Linked DNA regions of Mus musculus: all the other regions are linked to region 3. A link is a contact called in public HiChIP or PLAC-seq data. All regions are on one chromosome and are shown on one strand. Each heading gives the region's core, a stretch centred on a gene start, on an enhancer-like site or on the middle of the called end of the contact. The rest is flanking DNA. Distances are from core to core; before and after follow the strand shown. Region 1 has its middle 42 kb from the start of Eci2. Region 2 has its middle 91 kb from the start of Gm22674. Region 3 overlaps 1700011B04Rik (RIKEN cDNA 1700011B04 gene).

Region 1 (4,530 bases), core at 747-3,246, 150 kb after region 3:
CTGTGAAAAAGATTTTAATTCTTTTCCTTTCCATCCTTTCTGGATCACAAAGAGTTAACCAGCCTAGCCAGAGAAGCTTCTGGGTATGAAGAAGAGAAAGGAGCAATAGCAATAAATCCTTTACCTAATCACCCTCCACCCCGCCCCACCCCTGATGTTAAGCCAAAGGTGATAATTTGCCTGAAGCCACAGCTCTTAGGAGGCAGATCTCTGAGTTCGAGGACAGACTGGTCTACAGAGGGAGTTCCAGGACAGTCAGGGCTACACAGAGAAACCCTGCCTTAAAAAACAAAACAAAACAAACAAAAACAAAAAAAGCCAAACAAACAACAACAAAAACCCTAAGAATCAAAGAAAATAAGTACTATTCATACTGAGCAACCTTAACACTAACAAAACCAACTTTTGCCTCCCCCACTCCCCACACACCCTCACACCTCACAATGGATGATGGGCTATCTTCCAGAGAAGACCTAGTGCCCAGGGCAAGTTTCCAGCCCTGAAGGACTTTCATTCCTCCAGAATTTGATTTTTAAGAACTAATGACCAAATAACTAAATTTGCCAAAGAACTTATACCCAAAATTAATTTACTAACATATTTGTGGACTGAGGCTTTGAAATAATTGATTGGGGCCAATAAGGAAAGAGCAGGGACTCCTCATAGGGTTGAGGTGGAGGTAAATATTGGGATAACAAACATAGATTTTTTTTTACCCTGGGGATCACAGCACCCTCCATGTAGATTCAGTGAATTGTGTTAGCAATTGGTCCAAGGATTTGGGGATCCCAGGTGTCCACCAATGCCTTCTGTGATGTCCTTCTCTACTCCGGTGTTGTTTATACACATCCATTAGTTGTTTATACTGCCCATTAGGGTTGTAGGTTAAGACTACTGGTCGCCAAGGTTGGGGGCAGGGGCAGTGAACCCACAACTTTTCCATTTTCTTGGTGCCTGAGGGGTCCATCTAGTAACCTGATGCTCTTGACACATAAACCCAGGGAGCTATTAGATTATGGTCTAGAAAGAGGGCAACTTCTCAGAATCCTTGGATTTTTTTTTTTTATAGCTCCCAATAGTGAAATATCTCACCTCTGGTTGTTCTACCCTCTATCTCTTCTAAATTACAATCTTATCATGACAAAAGATCACCAGTGTATTAATGATTTATTTTGAAATATATCCCTTGTCTTCCCTGTCAAGGATCAGGTCTATCAAGGCTTGCTTGGAACATTGCCACTTTCCCAAGAAGACAGAAGGGACTTTGTCACTCAGCCATTGATTCTAATTTGACTACTACAAAATGAACTGGCTTGCTGTGACCTGACCCACATGGAGACCAATTTATCTCCTGATTCGGGCTGCAGCCCCCGGGTGAAGATGTGGTTCATGTCCTGTACAAAGGATGCAGTTCATGACCTGTACCGCCCTCCTCGGCTTCTGCAGAGACCCGAGGAATATGTTTTGTTGACTTCGTTTCTGGCACGTGATACAGACTTTCCACATCCCAGAACCAAGCATCTGTTCATTTCATGTCCTTCCGGTGCCCTCCAGCATCTCCTTCCGGTTCCCTCCAGCTGTTCCCTCCCCTCCACATTCCAGCGCCATCTCTTCCCAGGGCTCCTTTCTCTCCCAAAAGAGAATTGGCTTTGTTTAAAGGCTGTCATCAAAAATATTTGTCTCTGATCTCTCCTTCAATTTTTTTTTTTTTTGTAGGACAAATGTGGACTAATGAAAGACCTGCAGTCAGAGAGGAACGAATATGTACTTTGAATCAGGAAATGAGAAAGAATGCCGCTGGCCCAGCCGAACCGCCATACCTTATCTTGTCAATTTAAGGCTCGTTCCCTGAGAACCCTTCCAAGCAGTAAGAAACCAGTTTGTGTTTCTCATAAGAGCTAAACAAGAAACAAAAGCATCCATGGTAACTATACATATGTGCAAATCTAACCACAGAAAGCATGTTGAATTCGGCACTTTGAAATGCAGGTGTCAAAAGGGGCCAGCTGTTTCCCTGGCCCTTTTAGTAGCCCTGTGTGGTTTAGAGTGGGAGAGCAAAGTTGAAGAACAAAGAGTCAACATGGGTGTTGACCTTGATTCCTGTTACTGAAAAGTGAGGGCGATTCCTTTATCCATGCTGGGACACAGCTGAGCTCTGGTGCTGGGGCAGATGTTCACAGAGATGCCAGAGGGTTATCAGAACAAAGACTGGTATTAGTCTAAGTTTTCCTAGACCACAGGATCTTATGACTATTACATTAGGACTTGTCCCCAGCAGCCCCAGAGCTCTTCATCCTGCATGGTCACATGGTCCCCACAGAGATGACAGCCTTAGATGTTTCTTTCTTTGAGCTATTTTTTGCTTTTTGAGTTTCATGGATTCCATTAACATCCCATGTGCCAGATCACACTGGGTCTCTACTATTCTAAAAGTCGGGAAGAATTCACTTAAAAATCAGTGTGAATCTGGCTGGCACGTATGGAGTCACTTAGCTTGCCTCTCCTTGCAGCTCAGAGCCACAGTCAGGTTTCCAGCGTGGACATAACAGGGCAGAACAGACTCCAGGGAGTGACCATGTACCAGGAAAACATCAGCAGAGATGGGCTGCAGAAGAGATGCTGAAGTAAACAGCACTCATCTGTTTGAGGGAGATGTGATGACCCCAGGCAAGGGATAATCTGATATTAGAGGTGATAGAGCTCAAGAAGAAATAAGGGAAGGCGGAGGGAGGCAGCCTGGTGGCAGTCAGTACATGGTATAAGAGGCACAGGTGTCTATGCATGGTGACTGCCAGCCTCTGATGGCTGCAAGAAATCTGGCATCCATACTTACTGCTGCCACTGCTAATCTTCATATTTTCAATACAGTCTGACATTTCAAATTTGTGAATCTATCTGTACATCTAATGTGTTACAGCCAACTAGCCCTTATCGCCAGCCTCCTCCATGCAGAAGTTTATGAGCAAGAATGTGTGTTGTGTTTTATAAAAATAAAGAGAGAAGGGATATGTTTGGTGGAGGTGTGGTAAGGTGTGGGGGAAGGGGATGTTTCAGCTGGCTCATGCTGAGGCATCCCTTCCCCCTGAGGGACCAGCCACACATGATGACAATTGGCATGTAGTATAGAGTTTATTCAAGGCATGGGGAGGGGAGTTGAGAGAGCAGTAGAGACAGAGAAAGGCAGAGAGAGTAGAGGAGTAGTGGCTAGCCATGATCATGTGGAAAGAGAGGAGGAGGGGAATGGAGAGAGGGGAGGAGTAGGACGAGAGCACAGAGCTGGAGAGCAAGAAAGCAAGAGAGAGTAGAGGAGTAGAGGCTAGCCATGATCATGTGGAAAGAGAGGAGGAGGGGAATGGAGAGAGGGGAGGAGTAGGACGAGAGCACAGAGCTGGAGAGCAAGAAAGCAAGAAAGAGTAGAGGAGTAGAGGCTAGCCATGATCATGTGGAAAGAGAGGGGGAGGGGAATGGAAGGCTCTACCCTCTCCTTCCCTGTGATGGAACTTCTGCCACAAGGCAAGAGACATGGAGTCCATACCTTGAATCTTGCATCCTTCTGTTCTGACCTCCACAAAGATCCATTCACTGGTAATTCAGAGCACTCTGGAGACTGCCTTTATCGACTCAGTGTGCTAGTATGTCCCCTTGAACAGGAGTCACCTGTGGCCATACCAACTACCCACAAGGCTAGTCACTTATAATGCTCAAGGAAGAACTCTCCTGAATGCGAGCAGAAGAGCTGCCATTGTGGGGAGGACGAAAGATACAGGTGTCTATCCCACTACACAAATACCCAAGCAGGCTCAGAAAATTCTTTCTTGGGGCTCAGTGAGTAAGAGATCTTACTGTGTAAGCACGAGGAACTGAGTTTGCATCGTGTGTGTGTGTGTGTGTGTGTGTGTATGTGTGTGTGTGTGTGTGTGTGTGTGTGTGTGTCAGGGGTGGGGGGAGGGGTGTATGTCATTCTGGCTCTGCTTCCCTGCCCATCCTGGTGCAATCACCTAAAATTGAGACCAGCAAGTCCTGAGAGGAAAAGCAAGGCAGGAACTGCAAGGAGCGACAGAGGTCTCAGGTGGCCATGAGTGTAATGTCAGACTCATAGGAGAGGCTTCAGCGAGATAGCTCATTTAATCATGTGACTGAAGGCTACTTATACCTTTTGGGAATGGATAGGGGCTTTCAGAGTAAGGGCACTGGGGACGCATCTTTTGCATAAGGAGGAACTCTGGGTGCTGTCCTGATGTGATCTTATGAGAGGAAGTTTAACCTGGCTACAGGATGGGGGGTGTTTATAACCTCCTCCAGAGTATACAGAGGTGGGGGCACAGGGCTGTGTACCAGAGCATGCAGGCCCGGGGCAGCAGAGCCTGCTGATGTATTTCAAGACACACATCAACCCCACTCTTGCTCTAGTCTGCTCTCCCATGCCCTCCACCTCTCCCAACCCCCACCTCCTCCATCCCCCACGTCCTGACCCCTCCACCCCTCACTCTCACCCTATTCCCTGTCCCACGGCTCTCCTGCCCCACAGAG
Region 2 (4,860 bases), core at 1,741-4,240, 190 kb before region 3:
GAGGAGATGGGTAGGAGTGATCAGGAGGCAGTCAGAAGTGTGGTTGAGGAGAGGGGGAATACCAGGCATGTGTGCTACTCTGGGAAGACTGAGTTCTGTAGTTACCAGCTGCAACAGATTCGGGTGCACAGGGAAAACTTCAAGAAAACTGCAAGCTTTTTTCAGTGTGTTCTAGATCCAGAGATTCCCAAGGTCACAAGCCAAACAGGAGCAGACAGGTTTAGGAGGACTGATATGAGGTACACAGAAGAATATTTGTACAGCTTACTCATTCCTCAGAACCACTAAATCAGAGCCTGACTCAGGAGAAGAGTGGCTTTCCTCCATTCTCCTCTCCTCCTCTTGAATATAATGGTAGCATGGATCACCTCCCTGTTAGGAGGGCATTCAAGTTTCTGGGCATCCTTGGGCTTTGCCTAAGGGAGACATCCTGTAAAATGTGCTTTATTTGACATAAATTCCCTTATAGAAATTATGTCATAGATTTTCCTATATCTTCCTGTACTGCTTTTACTTCTTTACTGATCTAAGGCAAAAACCACATCTTTTCCTATTTCACAGCCTGTCTGTCACCATCAAATCACTGTGTTCTAATCCCTGCAGGTCCCAGCTCCCTAGTTATCAGAGTCACCAACCAAATTGGTGATGACACAGCATGGAGACACACAAACTATGCTCTGGCTGCACAATGGTCCACCAAAGATATGGGATCTTATAAAGAACAGCATCCAATGATATGCTGAATATACTGTCCTTATAAAAGGGGAGGGCAGAGAGAGAGAGAGAGAGAGAGAGAGAGAGAGAGAGAGAGAGAGAGAGAGACTAGCCAGACAGAAACCATGGAAACCAGACGAGAAACACATACTTCAAAGCAGAGACCTGGAGATAAAGCCTAAGAAACCCCCCAAGTCAAGAAAGTATGTCTATCTAGCACTTGAGTGACACAAATGTGCCCATCAGGAAAGATTATTCTTGCTGCACAGCTGGTAGCCCCTCAGTGGAACATAAGCCCCTAGCCAGGAGGAGATGTCATATGCCAGATGTGAAACAAATGCTTCTGTCCTCACAAATTTACATGTTGAAGTTATGAACGTAATATGGTAGTATTTGGAGGTAGGTCTCTGAGACACAAGGTTAGATGAAGTTGTAAGAACAGGACCTCAGTCTTATGGGAATGGTGTCCTTATAACGAAATGGAAACACTAAGACCATTCAAGGAGAAACAGATTGTTCAGCAAATGTGCTAGGATGATTGTGTGTGAAAACTGGATTCACACCATGTTCCAAACCAACTGGAAATGGATTAAAAGGTATGGGATCATAAAAGTTCTGGAAGAAAGCTCCTTGGCATTGTTTCTGATACAATATATATGTATGTATACAATATATACATATATGGGTAATGCTAAAAGTTTTGGCAATAAGATTAAAAAGAAACAAAACAAAAAGATTACATGCCTAGAAGATTCTGCTGGTCAAAGGAACCAATTAATGAGATGGACAGGCAGCCTGAGAGAAAAAAAAATTCAAAATCCACAGATATGATATGGGGTTAATATCTGAAACATATAAGGAACTCGTATAATTCAATGGCAAATGAAAACAAAGTCAAGCCTGAAGCCCCCCCACCCCCAAAAGGGGAAAACCAACTGAGAAAATGACCATAGACATGGAAGTGGTGAACAGTGTGTGAGCTTGGCATCACCCATTGACAGGGGTAGACGAGGAAAAGTCACAGTGCAGTCTCCTGGTAGACTGGCTGTTGTAAACAGCCATGTGATATAATATTGCTGAAGACGAGAAGGGGGTTTCTTGGCACCCTTCAGATGTAAATTAACATAGACAGTAAAAGTAGGTCATTATCCAAAACATCCTCTTTGGAGTACTGCCCAATGGAAATGGAATCATTGTCTTAGAGATCTACAGCAGCGACAGAGTAGACTCAACCTGAGTGTCCAGTAAAGACAAGCAAAGAAAGAAGTTACGATATTCACACACAGTGGAATCTTTTAAAATAGTTGCTTAGTTTTAGTTTACATATATAAGGAAGTCAGAAGAGAAACTGGATGACTGTGAGTTCTACGAACCCCACCCTGATCCCTACAAGTGCTCTTAACAGTTGACGCATCTCTTAAGCCTCACACAATGGAGTTTCACCCAGTCTCCAAAAGGAAGAAAATTCCATCCGTTGTATTGTGGATGGATTTGGATGACATGAAACTAAGAGAAGTTAGCTATACATAAAAAGTACTGCAGGACCTCACTTGATGCTGCGTTGGTTTGCTTGTCCCTGTAACAAATGTTCAATGTTGTCAGCTTATAGAGAAAAAGCTTCTCCATAAGATAAAAGCTTCTCTATTGATAAAAGTGGGTTGCTCTAGTGTTGTGAAGCCCTTGTTGAAGCGGCTCTTCTGGTGGGCATGTATATTACAGAGCAAAAGAGATCATGCTCGCCACAGAGTCAGGGAAAAGGAGAATGAGGGAAGGGGTGTCCAATACGTTGATCTTCTTGACTGTATTAATCCACTCAGGATGAACATATTAAATAAAGCATTTTGTGTTCCTGAAGTATATACAGCAAAAAAAGAGCCAGTGATTTAAAAAAAAAATGCTTGCTTGCCCTCTCACCCTTTCCCTCTCCCTCTGCCATGTGAAATAGCAAGATATTCTGTCAGCAAGAGACCCTCCCCCGACATCAAATCTGTTGCCATCTTGACCAGCGTGCCAGCCTCCTCGGACTGTAGATTAGTTAAGCTGTCTGGTCTGTGGCATTTTCTGATGGTAGCAAACAAAGCACCCTGAGGCAGCACTAGAAGGCTAGGAACCGGTACCCATTTACATAGCTTCAGGAGATTCCACAGGCTTTGCATACTGTACTCATTCTTTCCTCGTATTTTCATTTTACAAACCAGTGAGGTAAGTTCTATTTTCATCCCGTGCCGGGGTGACGAAAACAGGCATCCAGGAGGCAGGTCTGAACAAGTTCATACAGAAGTGTGTACAGCCTGGGCTTTGCTCCAGGATAGCTGGCTCTACAGCCTGGAAAACTAGCCACTGGGCCTCCGTCCTCAGGATTTTAACTATTTCAGTAATCGTCATTGCAACTGGAAAGGGCCCAGCCACCTAAGCTGTCCTCCAGTTTGTCCTGCGACTTGCTGCTTAGTAGTAGGAGAGAGCTGCTGGTCTGGGGAGTCAGAGAGTGAAGAGAAGGGCGGGCCTCCTGTGGCTTTGCTGGCTGCTCTTGCCCCGCCTTCTGCTCCTGGTTCCCTTCTGTCCTCGCCTGGCACTGATATCCCTGATCACTCTTCCTGCTCTCCCACCTTCACCTGATCCTTGACCCCTCCGTCTTTTTCTCTCCTCCTTCTTCCCTCCTCCTCCTCCCCTCCGATCTCCAGGGCTTGTGACCCTGTTTGTGCTTCTTCAACATAGACTTTAGAAGGCGGGGCCAATCCTCTGTGGACTGAAACTTCAAAACTCTGTACTTAGATAAAGCTTTTCTTTCTATCAGTTGATTACGTCAGGTATTTGTTACAGTAACAGGAAGCCGACTAACAGCTCCAAGGCCCTGGAACCCGGGGATATGAACAGCTTACTTTAGCCTCTCATAGCCCTTCCTAGAAGTCTGCTACCAAACAGATTACACATCCCACATCTGTACCTCAGGCAAGGGAACAGGTGAGAGGCCACGTTTCACTTGGGACATCCAGGATTGGCTGTGCTAGGAAAACTAGGTGATCTCCCACAGGGCTGGAAAGCTGCTGATCCCATTGATGTTGAGAGTTACCAATGTCCAAGGCAGAAATCTCTAGACGGAAGGAGCCAGCCCACAGTCTGACAACACCATTTGGGCCCCTTGGGTTTCCAAGGGGGCTTAAGCCAACATTAGTTGAGATGAATCCACCTCTGGGCACACCTTTTCCTGGATGGTGGGGATGGAGCAAGTCAGCAAAGCTCAGACATAGCTCCATCACTCAGCCTAATAGAGGAATATTCACCCGATGAAAGGTCAGCACTGAAAGAATCGGCTTTAATATTGCTTTTCTTCTTTGCTCTTTTCCTAATATTTGACATTTATTGTGGATTTACCCCACTCCCAGCAAGCACTCTGCCAACTAGTTTCTAAATCACACCTAGTTAATAATTGTCCATCCTACCAAGCATTGAAAACCATCATTAAGAAAAAAAAATCACAGCTAGTTAATAAAATTTTCATTCAGGCAAACACTGAAAAATACCACTCAAACATCTAGTTAGATAGGTCTTGGAGTCCGCATATGTTTATCTTACCTGAATTCTTAACTGGGAAGGAACCGAGCATCTGTGTATATTGATGTGAATGATGATGCACGTGTTGCTAGAAACTGTGTCAGTTGAGTGCTTTTCTTAGTACCATTTTATAGGCAAAGGAACATATATATGGGAATAATACTACTTAGGTAGTTGGGAGGGCACATGAGACAAAGACCCCTTATTTAGCATTGTACCTGTGTGGCTTCTAAGCCGGCTATGACCTACACCATTCCTGCCCAGCTTCCTTCTCTGTATCTCCAGAGTTAAGATCCTTGAACTGCCATTTAAAGATGGAACACCATACTGCACTCATTATACATTTTCTATTTTCCTCAACCACCCCTACCCCCCTTTTCTGATTGCAACAGAAATGCTTACTTATAAACATCTACTAGCCAATCACTCCCCATGACAGCAGAGATTATTAACAGATGAACAGGGTCAAAACCCAAGTGACAGAGAAATCTTCTCTAAAGATAATGAATTTCTTTGGGAATAGCCTGGCAATTCCCCAACCATGAGCCACGTTAGATTACATGTGCATTCAAAGATCTCGAGGCAAAGGGAAGC
Region 3 (4,441 bases), core at 1,551-4,050:
CTGTTTGATTGGGGTTGCAAGGCAAACGCAAGCCACTGGCAGGAGACTGACAATCTGAACTTGAGCATTGTGGGGAGGGCTGAAGAGGGGGGAGAGGCATTGACTAGCTGTGAAGGGAAGACCATTTATTTAGCAGTGGACCTTATAAACTCTTCTCTGAGAAACTAAACTACTTTTTTTTTCACTATTCTAACTAGAATCAGAATTAACCTGAGTTAGATACCAAGAAGAAAAGAGGGCATTCCCCACGCATGTCTCAGGTACTTTCTGTTTTTAACACCCGAAGATATGTGAGTATTAAATCCGCAGGATCACTGTAGGGGACTGGTGTTCTGCAGATAACCTGAAATGACTGATGGGGTCATATTCTCAAACAAGTCCAGACTCCTCTTAGCTCAGCTCAGTTGGAAGAAAGAAAATCATTCTTAGGCAGGCACCTGGAAGAAGCTGTGATTGCCAATTGTGTCCAATGAGTCGGTTTCCCTCCGGAGAGGCTTGACACCTATCCATCTGCATGATGTCCTAACAATAGAAAATCAGAGCAGGCAGTATCTGCCTGCTGCTCCAAGCCTAGATCATCCCTCAGGGGTTCTCCCCTCGTAGGGCTATACTGTGCTCCTGCTCTGTGAGATTTTCCAGCCGAGTTTAAAGTACACCATAGTCCAGGTGTTTAATGTCACAATACAAGACCAATTTTATAAGGTGCTCTTCCTTGAAGAGTTAGGTGAAGGGACTCAAAAGGACAATTTGCCCCAACAATAAAGCTATTTATTTGTTCTGGGACAGCTGTCACTGTACAGTGACACTTCCACTATGCAAGATTTGCACTTTGAAGCTTATTGATAGATTTAATTTTTATGGTGTTCAGGTTTGTATGATAAGGCCTGGATATATCTCAACTACTTTGATCAATAATAGGCCAAGCTTTGGCAAGTCAAATCCTCTGATAATTCTTAAGTTGCCTGAGTCCCAATTTAGCCTCCCAAACTTCTTTTCATTATGGCTTGAAATTTTACAAATTTACAGAATTATCATCACACTGTAAAATTTTCAAAAGAGGGATTATTGGGGGGGGGCGGTAAGAGGGTGAGAATGCAGGGACAAAATTAGCCTGGTCTCAAAGCCAGATCACCAGTTATCAAGTATAGGTAAGTGGCTGTACACTCTTCTTTACTATTAAATGGAGGTGGGAAGGCAGCCATGGTGGTGCATACCTATAGTCCCAGCACTTCGGAAGCGTAGGCGGGAGTATCATAGTTCAGGGTCAGTCTGGACAACACAGGGAGACCCTGTCTCAAAAATGGGGAGGGGTATGTGAAATTTATTCCAAAAGACGGTTGTGAAACTACAAGCTGTTTCATGCAATAGGTGCTCAGCTAATCATCCTGGCTGTGTGGATTGCATCGATTGCTCTCAGCAGTGTTGGAAGTAGCCTTGAGCTCTGCTTTTCTTGATCCCTTACATACTTTGTTTCAAAAGGAGGCTCACCTTATACACGAAGAAACTGAAACTTAACAGGTTAATAGCTAGTTCAAGTGGTCAATTAGAACCAAAGAGCCAGGGGTGGTTTTCTCCAGACTTGTTTTGTAGTCCCCTTCTTTAGATCACATTCTTTTGATTTGTTTTATGGTACTGGGGATTGAACTAGGGCCTCATGTATGTTAGGAGGCAAATGCTTTACCTCTGAGCTGTCCCCAGTCCTCTTTTCACTTTGGGACAGGGTCTCATGAAGTTTCCCCTGGTTGGCGGTGAACTTGCCATCCGCTTGTGTCAGCCTTTCCAGTAGCTAGGATTACAGGCTCAAGTTACCATCTCTTTTTGATCTGATTAAGATTGACATCCCTAGGCCTTTAAATTATTCCTTTTTTTCCTTCATTTCATTTCATCTTTATTTTCTCCCTCTCTTTTTTCTCCTTATAAGTGTATTTGTAGCATGGGCAAAATGCCCTCTCTGTCTTCATAAGACAACTATGTAAGAGAAATACAAAAGAATCTTCCTGGTGCCCACATTTATACATTTTACAAATACACACACACACACCACATACATAAGTTACAAAGGACAGATGCATTATTTCAATATAGATAATTGTTGCCTCTTTCACAAAAAAAAAAACACAGGAGACATAATCAATATAGAATCATATCTCTAAGCATCCCTGACCCTGACATGTCATCTCCAGTATCTGTGTTGGCCCAGAAATACGACCAGGTAATAGCTATAGAACCTTGACTCGAATCTATTCAAAATACATTAAGATTGATGATTTTATTATGTGAGTTCACTCACGTGTGCACACACACATGCGTGTAGCCATGCCTGTGATTATGTGAATTTTCCTTCCAGGAGCCACAAGCTGTGGGCACAGCCCCAGTGTGAAAAGAGCCAGTGTTGTCCAGGGTAACAGCACTGTCTAAGAGAGCTGACTGGACATGCTGTGTTCACAGATCTGACTGCATCTTCAGACGATAGTCTGCCAAGCTAATGTGATTAATGTGTTCCTGGTGGCAGCATTTCCTGCTACTCTGTTTTCCGTGAAGACAGATCACACTGCCTCGCAGCCTCCAACTGAGCTCTAGAAGCCAGGCAGGAAGGAAGCCAAGCCCACTGCCGCCCACACCTCACCTCTGCACCTCAGCTGCTATGCACACATTCCACCAATTTTTCAGAAAGGAGCGCCATCCATGGAGGATGTGGAACAGCTGGGGGCCCTGATTTTGCGCCCTCTCTCTTCCTCCATGCCCCACCACACAGTCTCTGCAGATGTCTAGTGTGAAGCGGAAGCGGTGTGGCTCGTTAGCATGCCCGGAAAAGCGGCAGACGGAAGTGATCTGACAGGCCTACTCTTGCAGCTGCAGGGAATTGGTGGGTGGAGTGCCAGGGGCCAAGAGAGGACGAAGCTCAAGCGTGTCTTCACCCTTTGGCTTCCTTGAAGTACGAAGGCCTGTGGCCTGCCCTTGCTCCTCACCCTGTGGCACACTGGTCGAGCAGGTTACACCAGATCCATAGCCTTCCATGCACTACCCAGTTTCTTAGAAGTTAAGGCGCGTCAAGAATAAAATGAATGAAAATGCTTTTGCTGGGGGAGAAGTAAATACGAAGCTTTATAAAAATAATCACCCAAAGAACCAGGTCAAAGGTCGGTGGCCCTGCCCTTGCCCGTAGCAGACATCTGGGTTTTCTGTGTTAGTTCGTTTTTAATTCTGGAGTCAGGTGACACTTCACCCAGAAGACAAAAATGCATTCCCAGGATCAAAAGATGCTCATTTTATAGACAGAAAGGGTCTGAAAACAGAAACCAGAAAGAGGAAAAAGTGAGATGGGTCACTTCCAAGTCACTTTTGATGGTGGCTCATCTTGATCATTAACGTGATTGGATTGAGAAATAACATAGGTTAGAAAGCGCCCTCTCCAGATGTCAGAGGATTAAGACTAAAGACCCTCCTCAAATGAGGCCACATCACCACATGTGCTGGCATCCTGGAGCCAATAAGAGCAGAAGAAAACTGCCTGCTAGTGGGTCCTCTTTCTTGACACCTCCCACTCCAGCTTTTCTCCTTCTTCTCTCCTCCCTTCCCCACTCCTCCCACCAGGTCTCTCTTCCCACAACCTTCTTCATGTTTGCTATGAGGTAAGGAACTCTGCTCCACCGCACACCTTCTGCCATCCGACATTGTCATCCTGTGCAACATCTTCACCATTTAGAAACCATGAACCAAAACAAATCCCTTCTCACTCGAGAGCCATGACAAAAAGTCCGACTAACACTTTCCTGCTCTGCTTGGGAAATGGGGACAAAAAGACAGAACCATAGAAAAAGAACTGAGTGCTTATCAAAGGATTGTGTCAAGTTACCTCCTGTCTCTCCTCCCTGGGGGAACCAGCCTCTTACGCACTGGGCTGGGCTGAATGGAGGGAAGCTTGGCGTGGGTGGGTGGGTCCAATGCAGGGCCTTGGTCCGAGGTGAGTGTGTGGGTAAAGAACACACACATGCACACACACACACACACACCAGGATTAGCTTCAGAGACTGATTCAGTTTATTGTGGAAGGAGGAAAAAAGCTTTGAGGGGCGGGCTATCAGGGTGAGTGTACCTCATTGGCTGGGGATGCCTCATTTGCATAAGGAGGAATTCCAGGTGCTGCTGCACATGACTTATAAGGGGAAAGGAAGTTTAAATTGGCCACTGGCTACTTGACCTCCTCTGGTAAGGTAAGGGTGGGGGGCACTGGACTGCGTGCACAGGTACATACAGGCCTGGGGCAGAGGCGGCAGTATTCCTACTTCTACAGATCTCAGGATGAGATTTCAGGGGTTTGAATTGCCTCCACCCCACTCTTGCTCCACGGCTGCTCCTCTCAGTCCCATAGCTCTCTGGCCCCACATAGAGTTGTTGTTGTTGGTGGTGGTGGTGGTGTCATCGTCGTCATCGTTGTTGT

What was found. HiChIP or PLAC-seq counts read pairs in DNA pulled down with a chosen protein or histone mark.
Region 1: a contact with region 3 is called in an H3K27ac HiChIP or PLAC-seq map of double positive thymocytes, with 9 read pairs. The contact joins two enhancer-like sites. A contact is called at or near these places in 14 of 39 promoter capture datasets (the 3T3-L1 cell line, 3T3-L1-derived adipocytes, the HPC-7 cell line and 8 more), 1 of 115 datasets of contacts at active chromatin or transcription factors (double positive thymocytes) and 1 of 9 other capture datasets (adipose tissue).
Region 2: a contact with region 3 is called in an H3K4me3 HiChIP or PLAC-seq map of intestinal villus epithelium, with 5 read pairs. The contact joins two enhancer-like sites. A contact is called at or near these places in 2 of 484 Hi-C or Micro-C datasets (uterus and ventricular fibroblasts), 1 of 115 datasets of contacts at active chromatin or transcription factors (intestinal villus epithelium) and 1 of 9 other capture datasets (embryonic stem cells).

What each region holds. Positions count from the first base shown.
Region 1 is chr13:35,033,412-35,037,941 of GRCm38.p6, reverse strand. No RefSeq gene overlaps it. Among named protein-coding and RNA genes, the nearest start is that of Eci2, 42 kb to the right of the region's middle. Within about 2 kb of position 1,996, at least 14 of the 459 cell types and tissues checked have an H3K27ac peak or open chromatin away from gene starts, as enhancers often do. A contact at or near this core is called in double positive thymocytes, where this site is marked.
Region 2 is chr13:35,381,856-35,386,715 of GRCm38.p6, reverse strand. No RefSeq gene overlaps it. Among named protein-coding and RNA genes, the nearest start is that of Gm22674, 91 kb to the right of the region's middle. Within about 2 kb of position 2,990, at least 70 of the 459 cell types and tissues checked have an H3K27ac peak or open chromatin away from gene starts, as enhancers often do. A contact at or near this core is called in intestinal villus epithelium and uterus, where this site is marked.
Region 3 is chr13:35,187,595-35,192,035 of GRCm38.p6, reverse strand. 1700011B04Rik (RIKEN cDNA 1700011B04 gene) reads right to left here. Exons shown (of 3, transcript NR_045616.1): 3 at 4,022-4,441. Among named protein-coding and RNA genes, the nearest start is that of 1700011B04Rik, 8.2 kb to the right of the region's middle. Within about 2 kb of position 2,800, at least 148 of the 459 cell types and tissues checked have an H3K27ac peak or open chromatin away from gene starts, as enhancers often do. A contact at or near this core is called in double positive thymocytes, intestinal villus epithelium and uterus, where this site is marked.